2 separate regions of the Hordeum vulgare genome follow, and region 1 is linked to region 2. A link is a contact called in public Hi-C data. All regions are on one chromosome and are shown on one strand. The core of a region is the stretch at or near the end of the contact, and the rest is flanking DNA. Distances in the headings are between cores, read along the strand shown.

Evidence for each region. Hi-C and Micro-C count contacts between places; a contact is called where the count stands out from the background.
Region 1: a contact with region 2 is called in a Hi-C map of seedling, with 4 times the contacts expected there. The contact joins the promoter of LOC123448754 here to the promoter of LOC123448752 in region 2. A contact is called at or near these places in 1 of 6 Hi-C or Micro-C datasets (seedling) and 1 of 1 datasets of contacts at active chromatin or transcription factors (embryo).

What each region holds. Positions count from the first base shown.
Region 1 is chr4H:407,694,837-407,698,431 of MorexV3_pseudomolecules_assembly, reverse strand. LOC123448754 (protein ETHYLENE-INSENSITIVE 3-like 1a) reads left to right here and starts at 1,997. Exons shown (of 2, transcript XM_045125751.1): 1 at 1,997-2,268.
Region 2 is chr4H:406,961,033-406,964,710 of MorexV3_pseudomolecules_assembly, reverse strand. It overlaps LOC123448752 (RGS1-HXK1-interacting protein 1), which reads right to left and starts at 2,108. Exons shown (of 7, transcript XM_045125749.1): 1 at 1,930-2,108; 2 at 1,415-1,481. The coding sequence starts at 2,013.

The DNA of each region.
Region 1 (3,595 bases), core at 748-3,247, 730 kb before region 2:
ACATAGAAGATGAAGATTTTGTTAACTCGAAGGGTAGAGTTGTGAATTATAGCAATGAAGAAATGTGTTGATTTGCATGACATGGAAGAGAGTTTCTATTGATGCGGTTGTTGGAACCAATCAAGCGTCCAACACATATTGGTTGAGGATGAAGGATTTTTTTGCGAGTGAAACACTAGTGGGTTTGTACGATCGTATGTTTCCCTCCGTCACCGATGGAACACTATTAATAGTGAATGTAAAAAGTGGTCTGCTTGTTTGGCAAATGTGGAAAAAAATGAATCCAAATGGTTGTAACTATGATGATCAGGTGAAATTTACTTGTTTGCTTTCTATTTAATGTAAGTATTGCACTTGCTTTCTATTTTATGTCTAACACAATCTGGTTTATATTTCATGTAGGTAAGCATTGCTCAAGGTTTATTCCAAAGAAAAGGGAAGAAAGGAGATAAGAAGAAGAAAGGGGGACCATTTACATTACATCATTGTTGCAGTGAGCTTGAAAATGAGGAGAAGTGGAAGAACAGGGATTTGTATGAAATTCCAAACAAGAGAAAGGCGGTGGAGATTGATGAAGACGATGAGAATGATGGAAGTGGTGAAGACAACGTTGCCAAACCCAAGACAAAGAGGTCAGATGGAAGGAAGAAATAGAAAGGCTCAAAAGTAGGAGATAGTGATCTCAAAGAGGGGTTTGAAGCAATAGTGAATGCACACAAGGAGTATGCCAAAGAGAAGAAGATGCTCAAGTTACAAGAAATAAAGGCAAGGAATGCATCCGAGGAGAGGAAGATTGCGGCAGATGAGAGGAGGGCCGACATCGAGGAGCGCAAGGTGGAGCTGGAAGAGAGGAAGTTGGCGGTCGAGGAGCGCAAACTTAAGGAGGAAAGAGAGCAAAAGTTTATGTTCATGGATACATGTGGTATGGATGCGAAGGAGAAGACACATATTGATCTTTGTCATGATCAAATGTTGGCAATGAAACAAATGAGCATGATGAACATGATGGGAGATCATATGGTGCACAAATGGGAGGAGGTATGAATGCCACTATGGGAGGATACATGATCATGATGGGTGGAGGTATGAATGCCGGCATGGGAGGATACGACTATGATGTATATGTAGGTGGCAATATGACTCCCAATGTTGCTACGACAATGAATGGTTCGGAGACCGTGCAAGAAGAGAAAGATAGCAATTGCGACAAGGAGAAGATCGACGAATAAGAAGCTGAAGTTTGAGTGCCTTTTATTTATCTATTTTATTGTTTAAATATAAAACTTTTGTTTGAAATACTTTCGGGCACTATGTTTGTGTGGATTATTTTGGTGTGATGCACTTTATTTGTGGTTAAGATATGTATTTTGTGTTCAATTATATATTTGTTTGATAAAGTTTAGTATAAAATGGGTGAGGCCACCCTTTATTTTAGATTATTTATTGGAAACCTCGTGCCTTATTTTACATCATCTATTAAAGCTCGACACCTTCGATGCACCAAACAACACGTTTTTGCTGATGTATATTTTACATCATTGTGTTTTTGTCTCCTATTTTACATCACCTCATCTATTGGAGATGCTCTAAGCCCCGAAATGAGCAAAATGGTGCAAGAAAACGTCCCCTAGGAAGAAGACTTCTCGCGAGCTGCTGCGCGCAGAAGATCATGGCCCACAGCCAACCAAGTCTGGAGAGAGTCCACGATAGGGCAAAACAGTAAACTTGGCTCCAAACCTGTAGCGGCATTGTCCGTAGCTCACGCGCTCCCGCGGCGGTCGGACCCCACGTTACGGAGCGCACCGACTGGGACCCCACGCGTCACAGGGAGAGAGGCCACCAGACCTTTTCTTTAACCTCGCCGAGGCCGGGCGGCGCGCTGTCGCGGCCGTGAAATTTCACTTACCACATCGCAGCGCAGCGGCGGTTCGTGCGTGGGACTAGCACCATTTTTGCTCTATAATATAAAGGAAAGGGGGCGATTATAAGATGGAAGGGGTCCCTGTCGCTGTTGCGCCCGAGCGCCACCCACACCCACTTGCCGCCTATTAGCTGCTGCTTTGTGCTCTTGCGCCGTGGTCTCCTCCCCCCCTTCCCTTGGCCTGTTCTTATCTCATCTCCCCTCTCCTCTCCTCGTGCCTTCTTCTCTCCCCCTTTCCCCCACCCTCCCTTCGCTGTTCTTCTCTCCGCCCCTCTTCCTAGCTCTCCCAGGTCATGGCAAAGGTGAAAACCGGATAAAAACTAGAAGTGGGAGGGAGATCGACGCAGGTGAGCTCATGCTGCCCTCCCTGCCATCTCCCTTTTGCGTTCATGTGTGCCTTCATCATATGCTTCTTCTTCCTAATCTATCCCTTTATCATGTGTTTTGTCCGTGCTCTTGATTGGCTAGGACCTCTGCGATAGGCTAGCTATATGCGACCATGCTTCCTTCTTTTGGGTATTTTTTTTCTCTCTGGATATTTTCCGGGGTCCGTCCTAGAGTTGCTTCTGCAGCAGTTATCAATTCCAGTTTGTGCTTCTTCGCTCTTCTTTTTCATTGCTCTGGGGAGATATTTTTGGACAAGTCCAATTACAAGAGTTCCCTTCTTTCTTTTCTTTTGGAAATCTGGAATATATAGTAGTAGCACCTAGCGTTTTTGGAAGGATTTTATTTTGTTTTGTCAGCAAGGAATGGAATGCTATTCCTGTTTTCTCTTCTCAGGAGAGGGAAAATTTCCCGTCTCTTCTCCATTTTGATGCCTGCTTGATCCATTTTCTCTATTGTTATCTTCCCCTTTTGTAGACTATACTACTACTTTGTTTCCTTTTCGGTGAGCACATGGGTACATGTTCTTGTTTCCAACTGTCGATACATGTTTGGCTAGGTAGTACAAATAAATGTTCTTAAAAAAAAGGTAGTACAGGTAAATATCATCACATAAAAGATGGCTTTCTCCCCTTGAAAAGTGGAGTGTCCCCCCTGCTTTCTGATCATTTTCGCCAAGCCCATGTGATTGGATCAGAGCAATCTTTCATACGCTTAAACATGATCAGTAGAAAGAAAGAAAACACATGCTTCAGTTCCTTCCTTGATCTGCTATGCTAGGACCCGTTAAAATCATGAAGAAAAATAATTATGTTTGGTAAAACCCATAGATGCGTTCATCACTGCTTCAATTATTTGGCTCGTTCTTCCGTTAGCGTTTTATATATATGGTCATGCATAACACACCCATTTCTGTTAGTTATGCCGTCCGATATGATCATGTCAGAGAGAAAAAGAAGATAAGCTCGTGTTAGATTAGATGCCTCTGCTAGTTGCGTGCGCTGCCTTCCTTAGGTGGTGATGATCTACCTATTTGTGAAGAGGATCATAGCAGGTGTGTGCGTGCGGGGTGTGTGGGGTGTGTGGGTTGGATAAGATCGAGTGCGTTTTGTTTAGCCAAAACACATGCAGACCGGGCCTTCCGGTGCTTGCTTCAATTGGTAAACTTGCTTTTATGCCACATGATTGTCTCCGGGTTATGGTAGATCTGGGATGTTTTATGAACAAGGAGAAGAAGATAGCAACTGAAGCACATATGTCTTAAGTCACCGTCTAATTACCTTATTAAGA
Region 2 (3,678 bases), core at 859-3,358:
CTCCTGACATGCAACTTATGCATAAAGGTTTGTCAAAGGTAATTTTTATATAAGTAATATGCTCGTTAGCAAATGATGCTACTAAGTACTTGAGTAATGATATGTGATTAAAATGGATCTCCAGCTGTTTATTAATAATTTAGTAATTTCTCATGAAAGTTTCACCTGCACTAAGTTCAATGGCAACTGATCATTTGTGAATCTCCAAACACATGATGAGTCTTAGGTTAAGATTACAAAAGGGAGCTATACTACATGGGGAAAAAACATAAATTTTCTTATGTATCTGGTGGCCAAACTGAAAGTACATCTCTCCCAAGTACCGTTCTCCGGGTTTGCATCCGAACAAGGAATTAGCAAACCAAGAAAAATCAAACAAGATAGAACCTGATACACCTGGCTTGGCTTGATTTGAACTTGGATCAGCTCAGGTTTGTAATCAGATAAAGATATATGGAAGCACCCCTCAAACGGAAAGGTATTGCATACATATAGTGCATGTGCATAACCTCCGGCACCAAACTATAATCACTGGTAGGATTTAAGAACTTTAATATGGCATGAATACTGCCTATACTCCAATAAATAGGATACAACATCGAAACAATGGAGCCTATTTCTCCGCAGAACTTCTGAAGCCTCCAAAGAAGAGATAATTCTTGTGTTTTCTTGAAAAAAAAGAGATGATTCTTTATTAAAATTGTGATTGGTCTAGGAAATAAGATTAGTTGTATTTCAGTCAAAAAACAAAGAAGAAAACAACTGCAATTGCAACTGAAATGAATGTTCTCTTAAGACTAATCATTAGCCCAGACAACGAATACACATGAGCAAGAATGCATCGAATTAACAGGTTTTGCGACATCAACTCTAAAAGGGAAATATATCCGATGATCTGGCCTGTTAGCTCCTGAATAGTATTTCTCAGGTCAAAATCAGTTTGAACATTTGTGAAGAACTGGATAGATATGTGGTACAAGACAAATGGAAAGAGACTTGGCAGCCTGTCGATGGATCATGTTCTCTGGTTTCAGGGTTTGTGAAACTATATAGTTTTCCTTCACTCCCCAATTCCTATCAATGAGTCCCATTTCTTGTCTATGTGCGTATTCAAAGACATGACATAACCAACTTTGTGTCTTAATTGAAACCACCCATATAAGGTACTGGTTTGAGCAGATAAATTAAGTTGCAACCTATCTTTAGAAACAAATCTCAGATTCTTTCAGAACACTTTAAATATAACCTCTGAACAAGATGAACCCTGCGACAGTTGCACATCCAATTGCCTCAACTTGATGCTCGCTCGCAAGAACCACCGCATCCGAAATAGTAACTAAAATGGAAATAAAACCAAGTATTGATTGCGGAACCATCATAGTGAAATAAATACACCGACTGGGGGGGCTCTTGCCTTTAGCCCTCTCCACAAACACATCCTCATAGGCTTTGTACTGTGACCACAGCCCTGGCGTGAAGCTCTACATATGCAACCAGAAAGAGGGTTAGTGCGGCAGGGGAAAAAAGAAGCTTCAGGAGTAAAGAAAAAAAAATACCATCTCGGTTTAGCCAACAAAAAAGTGTAGCCGATGCGTGTGCAGCTATACAAGCATCGCGTGCAAGGGGAATGGCAGTCAAATATAGAATCGTTCAGGGACGAGATAGCATTCACCAAGCATAGGTTTTCTATCCCCAAAAATGGAATAGGAAGAGCTTAGTACTTTTTGCCATCGAATCGCAACCGAAGAAGAACACAAATTCAAGCACCATCTTAAAGACGGATTCGATTCAGTTATACACGGCGATTCCATACAGCCTGATAACACATCTGAGATGACGAAGGGCACTCAGAAACACGCGAATCCGCCCAAGATTTATTAAAGGCATTGCAAGTTTCTGTATGATTACGGAGCGGGAAGGGGTCGAGACCTGGAGCTTGCGGAGAGGCCAGGAGGAGGCGGAGGCGGCTTCCGCGCCTTGCGCCGGCGTGCGGCCGGTGTCCGACGACGCCATCGACTGGGCTCCTGCAGTTTCTCCGGCGACCGTGCGTTCGCGGATCTCTCGGTCTCTCTCTCTCTCTTTCCTCTTCACCTCCTCTGAACGTTCGTGACGTTCTCTTCCCTTCTTTGGGTAGTGCTATTTTAGGCCCGTTCGATCGTGGGCCGAGAATAGTTCTTTTTTCTTTAACGGTGGGCCGAGAAGAGTTTCAAATGCTGCGTTGGAGCCTTGGACAAAACCAGTCCCGGCCCATAGTCCGGGCAAACGGGGCACCCGCCCTGGGCTCTCGGGAGGCAGGCCCCGATTCAGGTAGCAGCTCGTAGTAGCATAACCTAGTGTAAATACGAAAAAAAAAGTTCAAAGAATAGCCCATCACGCAGAACGCATAAAGAATGGACCAACGACTCCTCTACTCGCCGAAATCACACACTCCTGAGAACGGCGCCGCCACTGACTCCCGTGCCTCTCGCCCTCTCTGCTTCCAAAGTCGCGACGAGCCATTAATGGAAACCTACGTCGTTAAGTCATTCCCTAACTAGCTCTCCTTCCTCGCTCCCCATCGACTCGACTTTGGAGCGCTTCCCATCCAACTGGACTTTGGAGAGACCAAGATGGTATATGTTCTTCTTTCTGCCCAGTAGTATTGTTCCTCAATTGAACGATTGATTGACAAATAGCTCTACATTCTGGCACCTACAATTTCAGATCGCACATCCATCACATGTTCACATGTGCATGTGTATTCTTTTGTTTTTCATTGGATCCAAATGTGAGAGAATGCTCACGAAGGAGATTAGAAGAAGGGAGAAATTTGGTTCACTTCAGGCGTGTCTTATTGTTGGTGCTGACTGTTCCGGTGTATGGATAAGCCACTTACATCCACATGAATCGGTTTTCAGGTGCTTTTGATCCCTGTATTAACATATCTTGAAGAAAGTATTTGTCAAGTAGTAGAATCCCAAAAGGGATCAATTGCTAAGTTTTTCAAAACTAGTAATTCTTCTAGGGAATCTTCGAGTTTTTATCATCATAGTTAGTATAAACATGAAACACTCAGTTTGCTTTACTATGCCTTATGCAGGATAGTTATTATTTGGGTAAAGAATTTTGGAGTGGAGAACATGGCAGATTAGGGATGATCTAGAGACAATTGTAAGTTCATCCATTAATTTTATATCTCATGGTAGCACGAAATTTTTAAGTTGCAACCAGTTTTGACGAGGCTATTTGTTTTTAAAAAAAGAAAAAAGAAGATGTGTCCGCTGACAATTAGGAAATTGATATTTTTCTGGAGCTATGTTGTTTCATTACTATCACGATATGGTCTTCTTGATCGATAAATAGTTGTACTCTCACTCTTAGAGTAGAAAGATCAATAATTTATGCTATGTACTGCATATTTATTTTGGTTTTCAAAAACAATTGAGATTTTGTTTGTCAAAGGGCCCCATGTTCTTGTATTGCCCTGGACCCCGTATATTTGTAGGTCGGCCCTGGACAAAACATAAACGGGTATGCATGACCCGGTCAGTTCATGCCACGTACTGACGTACCTAGGACACGTGCCTCTCTATCTCTCTAAAAAAATGTGTTTTCTTCAAATTTTTGTCCATAAGGCCATAAGGCCACTTCCGATGCATTGGTGCTAAGATGAGGTGCTAAGCACATTAAATAGTTTAG